Regions from separate parts of the Mus musculus genome. Here region 1 is linked to region 2. The links are chromatin contacts, called in public Hi-C maps. All regions are on one chromosome and are shown on one strand. The core of a region is the stretch at or near the end of the contact, and the rest is flanking DNA. Distances in the headings are between cores, read along the strand shown.

The links. Hi-C and Micro-C count contacts between places; a contact is called where the count stands out from the background.
Region 1: a Hi-C map of bone marrow-derived macrophages shows a contact between it and region 2, with 33 read pairs. The contact joins two enhancer-like sites. A contact is called at or near these places in 3 of 15 datasets of contacts at CTCF or cohesin (large pre-B cells, pro-B cells and stem cell-derived epiblast-like cells), 13 of 484 Hi-C or Micro-C datasets (the BV-2 cell line, the F1.1 cell line, the G1E-ER4 cell line and 8 more), 15 of 115 datasets of contacts at active chromatin or transcription factors (the HPC-7 cell line, bone marrow-derived macrophages, embryonic basal ganglia and 9 more) and 1 of 9 other capture datasets (embryonic stem cells).

Annotation. Positions count from the first base shown.
Region 1 is chr2:167,893,832-167,896,531 of GRCm38.p6, reverse strand. No RefSeq gene overlaps it. Among named protein-coding and RNA genes, the nearest start is that of Gm33033, 18 kb to the right of the region's middle. Within about 2 kb of position 1,346, at least 48 of the 459 cell types and tissues checked have an H3K27ac peak or open chromatin away from gene starts, as enhancers often do. A contact at or near this core is called in bone marrow-derived macrophages, where this site is marked.
Region 2 is chr2:167,742,841-167,745,540 of GRCm38.p6, reverse strand. No RefSeq gene overlaps it. Among named protein-coding and RNA genes, the nearest start is that of Gm52570, 5.0 kb to the right of the region's middle. Within about 2 kb of position 1,375, at least 24 of the 459 cell types and tissues checked have an H3K27ac peak or open chromatin away from gene starts, as enhancers often do. A contact at or near this core is called in bone marrow-derived macrophages, where this site is marked.

The DNA of each region.
Region 1 (2,700 bases), core at 97-2,596, 150 kb before region 2:
CCACCCATTGCCGTCTTTCCTACGTATGCTGCCATGTCTAGGGCACGTTCTTCTTTTAAAAGCACATATTTTTCCCTTACTTAAATATTTATTTTTGAGACAGGCTCTCAGGTCGGCACTGAATGCTCCAAAAAGTATAATGTGGTGTTGAACTCCTAGTCTCCTGACTACATTGCTCGTGTGTGTGTGTCCACCCCAGCTAACCTAGGGGTTTGTGCATGCTAGCCTGAACAAACCCTCTACCAACCAAGTTATCTCCCTAGCCCCAAGTGAGTTTGGTTTCTAGATTGTGTGTGTGTGTGTGTTGTTGTTGTTGTTGTTGTTGTTGTTGCTCTTGGAGATCAGAGGAGGAAATCCGATGCCCTGGAACTGGAGTTACATATGGTTACATGCTGCCAAGTGGGTCCTGGGAACTGGACTCCAGTCCTTTGGCAGAACCAAAAGTAGTCTTAGATACAGAGTGGTCTCTTCAGCCCAAGAATTTAGCTTTTAAAGGAAATCGCCTCACTCCATTGTGCACAACATCCCAGCTGGGGCTTTGCTGCCACTAAGAGACCCCAGATTCTCAGCAGCTTGTTAGGGGTGCTGGTAGCTGTCCTAGAACTCCTTCCTGGCCCTTCAGCCTCAGCCTCTGAAATGTTGGGGTCACAGAAGAGCACCCACACCCACTGTATGACTGGCTGGTCCTGGGATGGGCCACGTCTGTTTGTGTGTCATCCACCCCTGTTCAGCCGCAGACTCAGGAGCACAACTCCATCAAGCCATTGCTGCTACAGAGAGAAAAGAGTCAGACCCAAGGATGGCTTCCGAAGATCCTGTTCAGAAGTTCAGCTCACCTAGTAAAAATCTCCTGTGCCACGCCATCTACTACATGGTCTGCGATGGGAGCCGGGCTCTTGGCCTGTTGTAGTGTTATGTCTTCATTGGATCAGCCTTGTTCACTTGCAGGGATCTATCCTTATCAGGCCCGGGAACCTCAGACATTCCCTAGGAGAAGTGGGCGGGGGAGCTTCTCAGCCCCTCTTCCCATGCGAGTGTGTGTGAGAGTGAGTGAGTGAGTGAGTGAGTGAGTGAGAGTGAGTGAGTGAGTGAGTGAGTGAGTGAGTGAGTGAGTGAGTGAGTGAGTGAGTGAGTGTGCTGTGGTGTGCGCCCTGAGCTGGGCCCACCCGAAGTTCCCGCGTGAACGAACATCGATCGGGTGGGCATTTGCGGAACGATACTGCGGTCCATGAGCAGTTCCAGGCGCGCCCGCCAGGTGTCGCCCCTTCCCAGCGGTCGGAAGGCGCTGCTGAGCGGGCGGGTACCAGGGAGCCGGTGACGCACTGTTTGAACCAAGCTCATCCAGTCGGTCGGTCTCCCAGGTTAGGTTGCTTCTGAAGCCTTGATGCTCACGAGCCGCCCAGCATTTCTACGCGCCTCGTGTTGTATAGATGGGAAGTGAGGTTGAGGGAGTTGTAGAGCCTCAGGGGTCCCAGCTAGTAAATGGGAGACAGAATTCCACCTCGGACTGAGTCAGACACACGAAGAGTTCTGACACCCAGCAGGAGGCAGTAGGATCCATGTTATTTTAATAGGTACTCCGTCTCAGACAGACACTAGGCAAAAACAAACAAACAAACACCTGGGAGACTTCAAAAGTTTGTTGTTGTTTTTTTTTAGTCACTTAACTCTACTTTGAAAATCATTATTATTTTGATTTAGAAATCTCTAGGAGGTTGAGGCATGAGAATCAAGAGTTGAAGGTCAGCTTGATCTTCATAGAAGACATCCTTGGCTCCAAGGAGGAGGAAGAGGAGAAGGAGGAGGAGGGGGAGGGGGGAGGGGGAGGGGGGAGGAGAGGAGAAGGAGGAAGAGGAGGAAAACTACCCACTCTCAGGTCTTGAGGCAGTGCCTTCCTGACAATGATGTTATTCTTATTTCTCTTTGAAATCTTCATGGGCTGGCAAGATAGCTCAGTAGGTAAAGGTGCTTGCTGCCAACCTGGACAAACTTGATCCCAGGGATACACATGGTAGAAAGAGACTGCTTCTGCAAGCTGACCTTCACAAACATGCTGTGGTGTGAGTGTGCATACATACATACACACAAATAAATAAATAAATAAAAGAATGTCATTTCTTTAAAATTGTTTTTTTCTTCTTCTTCTGGTTTTTCCAGACAAGGTTTCTCTGTGCAACAGCCCTGGCTGTGCTGGAACCTGCCGATTTGTAGACCAGACTGACCTCGAACTCACAGAGATCCTCTTGCCTCTGCCTCCTGAGTGCTGGGATTAAAGGCATGCACCACCATGCCTGGCGTAATCTTTTAATCTTAAAATAAATCAGCTAAGAAATGAACACATATGGGAAAATGTTGTAATAGGAAACTGAGACCAGGGTGGGGGGGTGTTGACTTTGTAGTGCATGGCTCCTACGTGTAGAGTCACAACTCTACCCTAGACTGAGTTAGAGGGCTAGGACTCGGCTGCCTAAAGAGAGTGGGTTGTTCTCTGCGTCTGCTGACTGCCAGACCCGGTACCTCTCCTCCACCTCCCCTCCTGCAAACCCTCGTGGTCACTGTGTCTCAGGGATTGTTGCTGAGAGAGCCAGGAGGTAGGTGCTAGGCACGTGAGCAGATTCCTGTCCTCCCTGTTGCTCCACACCCTGTTCTGAGCAAGTTTGTTTTCTTTTTCCCCCTCTTAACAATGCACCTTGGTGATCC
Region 2 (2,700 bases), core at 126-2,625:
AACCCTGCAGGGTAACTGCATGGGGTGGCCAGGCTGCCTCCCTTGGACCACTCACTGTTGTCACACCAAGCTTCATCCTGAGAGAGTCTCGTACTGTGTGCGTCTTCCAGATAGAAAGAGAGAGACCCGGAGGGTGAAACCCCAGCTCGTGTTCACACAGTGGTGTGGAAGCTTGGGTCAGGATGCGCAGGAACCTTCCCCCGGAGAGTTAGGTGACCCCAGCCCCTCCTGGAGACAGAGATGGCACAGACTTGAGGCAGGGCATCTTGGTTAAGGCTTATGTGCTACAAATTCAAAGCCAGCGATGCATCTGCCTCACACAAAACACCTGTTCTCCCCTGAAGTAGGCTTTCCCTGGCCATGGCTGCTTGGCCTCCTGAGAGTCCAGAACAGGAAGTGCTTGATAGTGACAGGTGAGCCATGTGGACTCAAAACCAAAGCTTGAAGGTGGCACATGCTCCGGGCAGCCTGAGGAAGGGTCTAAGACAGCCAGGTCACCCCAGCTGAAGGGACAGAGCTGAAACCAGAGCAGGAGGCGAGCTAGGGAGACAGACAGTGTCTAGATGGAGTGTGTGCTGAGTGAGGAGCCAAGTGCAAACCTCAGCACTCCGGAAAAGCCAGGCATGGCGGTGCCTGAAACCCACTCACTTGGACATCAGACACAGACCAGTCCCCAGAGCTCGCCAGCCGGCCAGCCTAGCCTAGAACAAACTTCTGCTAAGCTAGAGACCTGGTCTCACAAAACAAGGTAGATGGCTCCTGAGGATCAATTTCCAAGGTTGTTCTCTCTCTCTCTCTCTCTCTCTCTCTGTGTGTGTGTGTGTGTGTCTCCTCCTTCTTATTCTCCTCTGTCTTTCTCTCCTCTCTCTGTCTCTCTCTTTGTCTCTCTCCTCTGTCTCTCTCTCACACACACACTCACATACATGCACACACACTCACATACATGCACATACACACAAACACGCACATGCACACACATGCACACGCATAAACTATCCCCTGCCTCCACATCTCCCTAAAGAAACCTTCATGTCCAAGCTAACGCTCAGCAGTGGGAAAGAAACATGGCTTCTTTAAAATGCCATAGTACAGGCTACAGGGCTTTTGTCCCCTTAGCAGTGGCATGACTAGGTGAGAGGTGGCCTCCAGTGGCCTCCTATCCTTTCACCCAGACTTTCATCTTCCTCTTGATCTCTGGAGAAGCTGCCAGCTGCCTGCCTCCTGCAGTGCTGGGTGAGAGGAGGAGGTGCCAGCAGGAGAGGATCATGGACTTCTTCAAGTCTCAGCTCCTGCCTGGTGGCCTCCCTGTGACTCTTTCAGGCCCACCCATGTGACACTCATCAGTTCTACACCCCTCCCCATGTCTGCTCTGACCCACTCTGGCCTCTGTGAGCCCTGTTCACAGCTCTGGAAAGTCCACTGACCGATCCCTGGAGCCACTCAGTCAAGTTCCTGCTGTCTCTCCGGCTGGCTGCTGTCCATCAGAAAGAAACATACAGTAAATGGCAGTTTTGACAAGCCAGGTCACCAAGACCTGGGGATTCACCACACCCTTCAATGTCCTGTTCTGTGATGCGGACTGTCCCCAAGATAGAGCAAACTCAGCCAGGAGTGGGCACCCCAAGGCTCTGCATGTACTTCCCCACTTTTCCCAGCTCTTCACTCTGCTAGGACACACACACACTCACACACACACTCTCACACACTCACATACATAGACAAACACACAGTCACACACACTCACATACATGCACACACACACACAAACTCATTCACACACTCACATACATGCACACACATGCACACACTCACACGCATGAACTCACACTCACATACATGGACACACACACTCACACACACTCATATACATATTCATGCACACACACATATACACACTCATATACATGCACACATATGCACACACTCATACACACACATGCACACACTCACACACACACATAAACTGTCCTCTGCCTCCACATATCCCTGCAGAAACCTTCATGTTTAAGGTGAAGCTTAGCTATGGGAAAGAAACATGGCTTCCTTGGGACCTGACACTAGAGTCAATTGGGGAAGAGAAGTGGAGCCCCACTTGCTAAATTCCCTCTTCCCTTCAAGTCTCAGTTTCCCTGCCTGACCCCACCATGCAGAGAACATTTTGTTGGCTTATTTTTGTGTCTCCGCACAGTCTGCTCTGTCACACAAGCCTGCATGGAGTCCTTGCGTGCTGACTCGGCCTTTTTCATGATACCTTTCATTCGCTCAAGCCTTCCTTCCTGGGGCCAAGAGCTAAGAAGGGCCCCTCCCCATCTCCTGCTAGAATAAAAACCCTGACCATGATGTCTATGAGGACAAAGCACTGCTTTCATGAGTCAGAATCTTGGTCTAAGCCCATTCAAGAGCTCTCTCAAAAATATCTATGCAGGGACTGGAGAGATGGCTCAGTGACTAAGGGCACTGGCTGCTCTTTCAAAGGACCCAGGTTCAATTCCAGGCACCCACAATGGCAGTTCACAACTGTACCTCCAAGATCTGACACCCTCACATAGATACACATGCAGGCAAAACACCAATGCAACTAACTAAAATAAAATTGCACCCCCCCCCCACACACACACACTCACATCGTGTTCACCGCAGCCATAGCCACAGCAGCCTAAGAAAAGAACTCTGGGGCTCCCCGGAGTGAATACAGGGGCA